Regions from separate parts of the Sus scrofa genome. Here region 1 is linked to region 2. The links are chromatin contacts, called in public HiChIP or PLAC-seq maps. All regions are on one chromosome and are shown on one strand. The core of a region is the stretch at or near the end of the contact, and the rest is flanking DNA. Distances in the headings are between cores, read along the strand shown. Region 1 holds the start of LOC100623691 (C-type lectin domain family 2 member E-like). Region 2 holds the start of CLEC12A (C-type lectin domain family 12 member A).

Region 1 (4,587 bases), core at 1,318-3,817, 55 kb before region 2:
TAACTATTGCCTTTGGAATGGATAATCAATAAGATCCTGCTGAATAGCACTGAGAAATATATCTAGTCACTTATGATGCAGCACGATGGAGGATAATGTGAGAAAAAGAATGCGTATATGTCTGTGTGCCTGGGTCACTTTGCTGTATAGTAGAAAATTGGCAGAACACTGTAAACCAGCTATAATGGAAAAAATAAAAATCATTTAAAAAAAAAATCCATCCAAAGATTCATGTGGAAACTTAAGCAATCCTGGTCAAAACAATTTTGAAAAAAGACTGACAAAATTGGAAGTCTCAAATTTCTCAATTTCAAAACTTATTACAAAGCTACAGTAATCAAAACAGTGCACTACTGGCATCAAGAGAATTAATTACATAGGTTGATAGAATAGGTTGGAGAACTCAGAAATCACTCTTCACCTATCTGTGCAAGTGATTTTCAACGAGAGTGCCAAGACTATTCACCAGGGAAAGTACCATGTTTTCAACTAATGGGGCTGGGGAAGCTTGATATCTATGTGCCAAATAAGGAAGCGGAACCCTTATCTTACACCACCAAAAAAATTAATTTAAAATCTATCAAAGATCTAAACATAGAGCTAAAATTTTTAAAACACTTAGGGCGACACTTTATGACAATGAATTTGGCAATAATTTCTTGACTATGACACCCACATCCCCGGCAATGAAAGCAAAAATTGTCAAGTTGGACTATATCAGAATGAAAATTTTCTGTGCATCAAAGGACCTCGTCAATAGAGTGAAAAGGTCATGTACAGAACTGGAAAAAATATTTACAAGTTATATATCTGATAAGGGATTAAAATTCATCACATGTTTAAAAACTCCTCCATCTCAACAGTAAAACAAAAACAAAAACAAAATAAAACCCAATTAAAAAAAAAAGAACTTGAATAGACATTTCTCCAAAAAAGACATGCAAGTGGTCATCAAATACATGAAAAGAGGCTCCACATCAGTAATCTTTAGTGAGATGCAAATCAAAATCACAGTGACATAAGACACCATTAGGAGAGCCATTAGGATCACTACTTTCAAAATATAGAAAATAACAAGTGCTAAGAGGAGGTGGATTCATTGACACCTCTATGCACAGTTGTGGGAATAGAAAATGGTGTGACCACTGTGGAAAACGCTATAGTGTTTCTTCAAAAAATTAAACATTGAATTATTATAGGATCCAGCATTTCTACTTTTGGAGATATACCCTCAAATAACTGAAAGCAATGTTTTCAAGACAAATTTATGGACCCATATTCTTTTTTTTTTTTTTTTTTTTTTTTGTCTTTTTAGGGTGGGACTAGTGGCATATGGAAATTCCCAGGCTAGGGGTCGAAGCAAAGCTGTAGCTGCCGGCCTATGTAATAGCCAAACAATACGAGATCTGAGCCACATCTGTGACCTACACCACAGCTCTCCTCAACACCAGATCCTTAACCCACTGAGCGAGGTCAGGGATCAAACCTGCATTCTCATGGATCCTAGTTGGGTTCATTACTGCTGAGCCACAGTGGGAACCTCCTATGAATCCATGTTCAAAACATCACTGTTCACAATAGCCAAGAGGTGAAAGAAACACAAATATCCATTTATGGATGAGTGGATAAACAAAGTGTACATACCCACAATGGAATATTATTCAACATTAAAAAGGAAAAAAAAATATAACACATGCTTCAACATGGATGGATCTTGAGGATATTATGCCAGGTGAAATAAGCCATAACAAACAAAAAACACTGCATGATTCTATTGTAAGAGGGACCTAGACTGACCAAACTCATAGAAACAGAAAGTAGAATAGTGGTTGTCAGGAGTTGGGGACGGGGAGAGGAGGAAGTGGTGAGTTATTGTTTAATAGGTATAGAGTTTCATTTTGGCAATATGAAAAGCATTCCAGAGATTGGTTGCACAACAATGTGAATGTACTTAACACTACTGAACTATACACTTAAAGATGGTTAAGACAGGAAAGTTCATGTTGTATATATTGTACAATTAAAAAAAAAAAAGTATCGGAGTTCCCGTGGTGGCGCAGTGGTTAACGAATCCTGCTAGGAACCATGAGGTTGCGGGTTCAGTCCCTGCCCTTGCTCAGTGGGTTAACGATCCAGCGTTGCCGTGAGCTGTGGTGTAGGTTGCAGACGCGGCTTGGATCCCGAGTTGCTGTGGCTCTGGCGTAGGCCGGAGGCTACAGCTCAGATTCGACCCCCTAGCCTGGGAACCTCCATATGCCGGCGGGAGCGGCCCAAGAAATAGCAAAAAGACAAAAAAAAAAAAAAAAAAAAGTATCCAATGAGGCTCTAGACAATGAAAGCCCTAAAGCTGAGGAAGAACAGTTCAAGAAAAACATCTCTCATAGAAAGTAAGTAGCCATCAGATAAGGTGATTTCTGAGAAACCCACAAAATCACTCACTCAGTAAGGCAGCCATCAAATCACACATGTGCTCTGTTCTTCCAGTTTTCTCTCCCCATACTGGGTCAGAAACAGCAGCTAGTATGAAGAGGAACTGATGAAACTAGAGAGAAAAACAGGACACAAACAGCTCATCTCATCAGCTCCTAGGATTCCAGGTCAGAAGTAGTGTAAACTGGAGGAGGGAAGAGGTTTTCAGTTGAGGTTTAAGTTTGGATAGAAGACATCGAAGTGTTTATGTTATATTGGACATACTAATTTCTGAAATGAGAATGTTCTTGTTACTGAAAGGAACCACAGAATATATGGGACTGATCCCAAACTCTCCAGGTGTGGAAGAGTCTTAGAGTGAGTTTAATGCAATGAAAGAATAAGGTTAATTTCTGTGTGCTTAGTATAGTCTTTTCAAAATACTAGATTGACCTGGTTCCCCATCCTCTAATCCCTGTCTATGCATTCTTTCCATTTTCACAAATGTGGCTGAGGGTTGTGGGTTCATGATTCTTTCTTGATCATAAATTGGGGACATCAGTTCTTGCTAGGTAAAAAGGAAGGGAGGCAGAACCTTAAAAAATATCTTAGTCTTATAAATTACTTTTTAAAAAAATACAACCTTTTGGGGAATCTCATTGTGTTGAAACTATTTTCTATTTATTTCATTATCTGTTTCATAAGTAAATATTTCCTGTGATTCCTTAGAGTGCACCTACCACATCTTTTAAGCCTTTAAATCATTGCACATGTATGTAATTTTTTCCCCATTTTTCTCTTGTTTCTAGTGTGGGTTTTGAGATGAGTTACTTCAGAATGAGTTAGTACATGTTTTAGACACAAAATAGAAAAGGTAAAAGAGTTATATTATTACTAGCTATATTTTTTGAAATTTGGACTCCAACTGCCTTGAAGTATAGTAACTAAGAACACACTACTGCCACTGTGAGAGTGACAAGAGAATGTTACCAGGCATTCGACATGTGACACAACGGATGTCTAGTTGTGTAATGATCTGAAGATGGTCTGGTTTGAGTTGTTGCCTAGCAACATTTCCTTGACATCTCACCTCCAGAGACAGCTGCTCTAAGCTTGTGGGTGCTTGTTAACCAGATCTCCAGCTGCCTTGAGAAATAATGAAGTGTAGAGATGTTCTCCACTGGACCGAACACGTGGGATCTAAGTACATATCCTTCAGTTTTGTACTGTTTCCTTCCATCTGTTGCAGCCACCTGGATTAAGAAATTTGTGCTATGATGTTTCTTCTAATAACAAACTGACTTTGTAGAAACCTCAGTAGCTATGCTTCTCCTTACTCCAGTAAGGTTTCCGTGACTTGCGAAAGCCAGAGACTAAAGTGGAATTTCCCACTGTGGTGCAGTGTGTTAAGATCTGACTGTAGTTGTCTGGGTTGCTGTGGAGGCTTGGGCTTGATCCCCGGCCTGGTGCAGTGCATTAAAGGATCTGGCATTGCTGTAGCTCTGGCATAGGTCATAGCTGAGGCTTTGATTCAGTCCTTGGCCCTGGAACTTCCATAAGTCAAGGGTATGGCCTTAAAAAAAAAAAAAATGTAGTTGGTAGCCATTTGTTTTTGTTTGTTTGTTTGTTTCTTTTTTTTTTAAAAGAATTTCCCGATGTTTTTCAGTCATTTGAAAAATACTAACGGTACACCTAAATATCTAATAAATTCTAAGAAAAAAAATGGGATTAGGTAGTGGATACAGCAACCGATATGCATGTGGAACAGTGGGAAGAATTCGAATTAAGAGGAATGACGGAAGAAAAGCCTTCCTTCTCAATGAAATAATTTCTACCGCCTATACAAATTTGTATGAAATTTCATTTTTCTAGCCAACTCATTCCCGTGAGGTTATGGATAGGTGACCAAACTGAGCAAATTAAAGCCTTAGCATTGCCAGTTAAATTTGAATTTCAGGTCAGCACAAATATTGCAGATAAAACAAACAGAAACAGTGCATGAGGCATACATTAAAATATACCATTTTAAAACTGAATTTAAAATTTAACTGGATAGCTCGTATTTACTTGACAACCCTACTTTATTTAGGTCACAACATTTTTTGAAAAAAATCTTTTAAATTGTTAAGTACTCCAGGGCTTGGCCTGGGTTTTTCCCAATACTCTGCTTCACCTCTC
Region 2 (4,422 bases), core at 991-3,490:
ATGAAACAGGGAGGCTGTCTGTGACCCAGACAAGAATCTAGGTCTCCATGGAACAAGGAGAGCAGAAGCCTAGTAGAGTCCATTGAAAAGAGAGTGAGAGATGGAGAACCAAGAGTTTGTGACCAAAGACAACCTTACAAAAAGCTCTGTTGTGAAAGGAAACAAAGACATGGAAGAACAAATGGGGCATGTGAGTGGTCAAGTAAGGAGTGCATTTTGTTAAAATAGACATAGCAGAGTATGTTGGTGCACGAAGAGGGATAATCAACTAGAGGAGGGAGATCGAACGATGACACAGGAGAGACGGGGGAACATTGTAGAAAAAGTGTCTTTGAGAAGGACACTTGGATTGCAATTTAGAACCAGATGAGGCGGTCTGTCTTTTGATAAGAGTAAATAAGAACTTTGTAAATATTATCTAGAAGTAAGGCAGAGTGTACAAGGGAGGATATGGCAGGATGGAAATTTGGACAGTAGAAAGAAAAGGGGTAGAATGAAGTAGGAGCAAAGCTCATCAAGTGAGAGTGAACTGGGCTTGAAATTTTGTGTGTATTTTTTACTGAAAATGTTCAGCTGCTCAGGTGGGGCACAGGTGAGTGGATGTTTAAATTTAACAAGAATTGGAATTTTTCTAGAAAAAACACAAAGAAGAGATGTATAAGAGAGTCAGGTTAGACGTTATATAATACAAAGTTTACATTACATTATATAGTCTTTATAGACTGAATAATCAGAAAATTAGATAAAATTGAGAAAGTCAACAAGACATGGATGAAAAATTTCTTCAGGGTCAAAGAATTTCTGAAGTGGAAATTTAGAATGAGAATGATTAGTAGGACAGGAAAAGAGAAGGGACGTGGTAGGATTTGTAAAGAGCAATTACGGTGTATTGCGTTTATGGTATGTTCCTCTCACACCATAAAAAGAGAAATACAAACAAGAAAATTAAGACAGAAAGTATTGTGACATCCTTAGCATCCTGCCCTTTAAAAAAAAAATCAGTATTCAAGGAAAAGGCTACAGAATTAAGCTGTTATCCTTCATCAAGATTTATAATGTTCATGATAAATGAGAATGACAATGGATAAATGGGGAATGATAATGATAAGTGGATCCAAGATTAAACAGTGAAAATTCGGTTCACAGTAAGGTAGAACGTCAAAGAATGCTACATTTTTTAGAGGTAAAAAACCAATGAAAGAATACACGAGTATTTTTCTATTACTCTTTTCTCCTAATATCACTGCTTCTGTTAACTCTTTGTGTTCTCTATATCTACCATTTAATTTATACACACTGATTTTAAGTATGGGTATTCTGGGACATTAGGGATACTTTATTGAAGCATAAACTGAAAGTAAACACAAGTGGTCCATTTATATCATAATTAAATTTGACTTAAAAAATACAAACTTTCCAGGTACAGGGTGCATTTGAATTATTGTATCTTCCAATATTTATTTCTTTCCTCCCTTTAGTCTTTGATGTGTCTTTTCAGGTAACTTAACCTCTTCCATATTGTAATAAGTTGGAAAGAGATCTCCAAAGGAAGTAAGAAAAATTCTAAAAATTCTATTAGCAAATTCTAATAAAAGCTTTATTTGGTAAAAACTAAAATAAAATCCTCTGAAGGTCCCTTCTCTCTGTCTCTTTCTTTGGCTCTCTCTCCCTATCTCTTTCTTAGACACACACACACACACACACACACACACACACACACACACAAATTAGCATTTTCTTCTAAAAAAGAACATACAAACCCAAGACTTTCCTGAACAACATGTTCCTAGTTCTATGGCTTTCTTTCATGGGGGAAAAATAATTCATAATCCAGTCATATGAAAATACTATCCTAGCCTAATCATGATTGTGATAGATTGAAAAAAATTATAAAAGATTGTGTGTTAAATGCACTGCTTATTTTCTTTAAAAAATCCTTTAAAATCCTTTTGTATGGTCATTTTTGGTAGTTTTGGTAAAAAATAAGAGGCTTAAATTAAAAATTCAAATTGAAAGGTTATTGTCAATTCACTAACACTCAAGGAGCAAGGCATCTACCCTTACACTTCTGCCACCTTCCACATTTTATCCACCTCACAACACAGCCATAGCTCAAAATCTTACCTTTTATCCCAAAGTTGCCAAACTCCTGGGTATTTTCTTTCTTACCAGAGTCCTGGAATTTTAGATCTGCATAAGTGACTTCTTCAGACATTGATGACTATGCAGGGAAAGCTTGACAAACTGTAAAAAAAAAAAGAAAAGAAAAACGAGGGTGAACTAACACAGTTTGATGGTGATCAGAGTTGTGATTTTAACCTCCGTTTATAAACCAAAGCTTAAACTTAAAAACTTCTGTTTTTAAATCGAGTCCCAATCACCCACATATCCGGAAACAAGCTGCCACCCTAAAGAGAGCAGAGTGCTGTTACAAGAAGGAACACCTTTCTTCCTCTTATCTCTTTCTTTTCTCATTTCTCTGTGTCTACCAACTACAGAAAGTAATTTTTAAAACTGTGTTTGGGTATTATTAGCGTTGTGCCAAGGGCTGCAAATCACCAGTGCTATGTGCTGCAGATATAACAAGCATTTCTTGGAGAAACACTTTTAAGGAGAGAAAGAGGAGAAAGGATACAATTCTCAAACCCTTGCTAGTCAGCCCCAGTGGCCTGGCATAGATTTTCTGTACATCTCCAGGTCCTGATAGAGAGGTTTGCCTGAGCCAAGATCACATGTGCACAGAGAGAGGAGATAAGTCCCACGCAGTCACCCTGTTATCCAGGTACAGGAGTGCCTAGAGGACCAAGAGAACACTTAGATTCTCTAGTAACAAGAAGCATAGTAAGGGATTTAGAATAGGAACTGTGCCAGGAAGTATGCATACAGATGGCTATGGGCAGTATACCCAAAGCTCCAGAAATAGCTCTGCAGGTCTGGAGGTTAGCAGATATCTGGGTCTGGCCAAATGTCTATAAGCCATTTGATCCACACCAAAAAGTCCTGGAAATTTGGTCCTGTCCAAAATGTCGATGAGCATATTTTGTCCATGCCAGATGGTTTGGAACAGAACTAAATATGACCAAGTTTCGAGGACTTTTTGGTGTGGATCAAATGGCTCATGGAGCAAATGGCTTATGCTTGTTTTGGACAAGACCAAATGTCCTTTAAGGGTGGATGCTGCCAGCTGCTGAGTGGATTTATTCCAACTGTGCATTGTGGAAATGGACAATGACCGCAGGATGGATTCAGGGACACACTGGGCCTACCATTACACCCACCTAAGCTAAAACCCCACTGGTTACCTGACCGCCGTTGGCCCTGACGAATGGGCCACAGTGAAGTTTGGGTCTCCTGGAATTAGTATAGGATCAGAGCCCGAGTCTAGTATTTTCCGAAAGGCCTGATCATTTCCTTTTCTAAAATGCATGGTTGCCTTCGTAGAAGGGGAATTTTTGCTTACGTCCTTACCATTTTAACATCTGCTAATTTAGAAGCCCTGGTTTCCAGAGTGGAAACACTTCAGGCATCGCAGTGAGAATCCCATTCAATTTTTTTTTTTTTTGTCTTTTTATGGTGACACCTGTGGTATATGGAATTTCCTGGGCCAGGGGTTGAACCAGAGTGGGAGCCGCAGGGCTACTCCACAGCCACAGCAATACCAGACCCAAGCTTCGTGTGCCACCTATGTCACAGCTGTGACAACGCCGGATCCTTAACCCCCTGAGAGAGGCTAGGAATCATACCTGCATCCTCAAAGAGACACTATCGGATCCTTAACCCACTGAACCACAGTGGGAGCTCCTCATTAAGTTTTAAGCTATGTCTGCTACCCTGGGCTTCTTATGCCAGGAACACAACAGGAAAAGAAAATGAGTCACAATCCTGACAGGGCTAATTAACCTGCTTATCAGGGGAATGTAGGACTATTGTTGCATAAGAGAGAAAGTGAAGCAGGTGTTTGCAATGAAGGTGACCCACTAGGATGTCCCCTGACAGTCCCCTGATAAATTTTGACAGCTAATAGGTAAGTTCACTAGAAATGGGCTATTGTCCATATTTCATACTCTTGTAAATGTGGATCTTTTGTACTTTGAGCATATATTTTAGAAAATGTGTATGTTAAAAGGTCACCACGATGTCTTTAGGCAAGTTTGCTGTGGGATAGTTTGTTTAACAGTCAGGAAAGTTACACTGGTCATTATTAATATCTAGCGCCACCAAAAATAGCCTGTAGCATCTGAGGGTGAAAAATAAATGAAGCATCTCCAGGAAAAAACAAAAAAGAATTAGTGTATTTTGCCAGGGGCTTAGGCCCCTGACTGATGGGTACCTTGGTCCCACTAGTTGGTAAAACACCTGGTCTGGTTGAGGGTGTCGTCAAGGGTGAGTGGAGTCCAGCAAGGTAGGGATGTAGGAAATGAT

Evidence for each region. HiChIP or PLAC-seq counts read pairs in DNA pulled down with a chosen protein or histone mark.
Region 1: an H3K27ac HiChIP or PLAC-seq map of alveolar macrophages shows a contact between it and region 2. The contact joins the promoter of LOC100623691 here to the promoter of CLEC12A in region 2. A contact is called at or near these places in 3 of 47 Hi-C or Micro-C datasets (alveolar macrophages and blood) and 1 of 2 datasets of contacts at active chromatin or transcription factors (alveolar macrophages).

Annotation. Positions count from the first base shown.
Region 1 is chr5:61,976,163-61,980,749 of Sscrofa11.1, reverse strand. LOC100623691 (C-type lectin domain family 2 member E-like) reads right to left here and starts at 2,567. Exons shown (of 4, transcript XM_021092368.1): 1 at 2,440-2,567. The coding sequence starts at 2,467.
Region 2 is chr5:61,920,875-61,925,296 of Sscrofa11.1, reverse strand. CLEC12A (C-type lectin domain family 12 member A) reads right to left here and starts at 2,240. Exons shown (of 6, transcript NM_001301669.1): 1 at 2,125-2,240. The coding sequence starts at 2,215.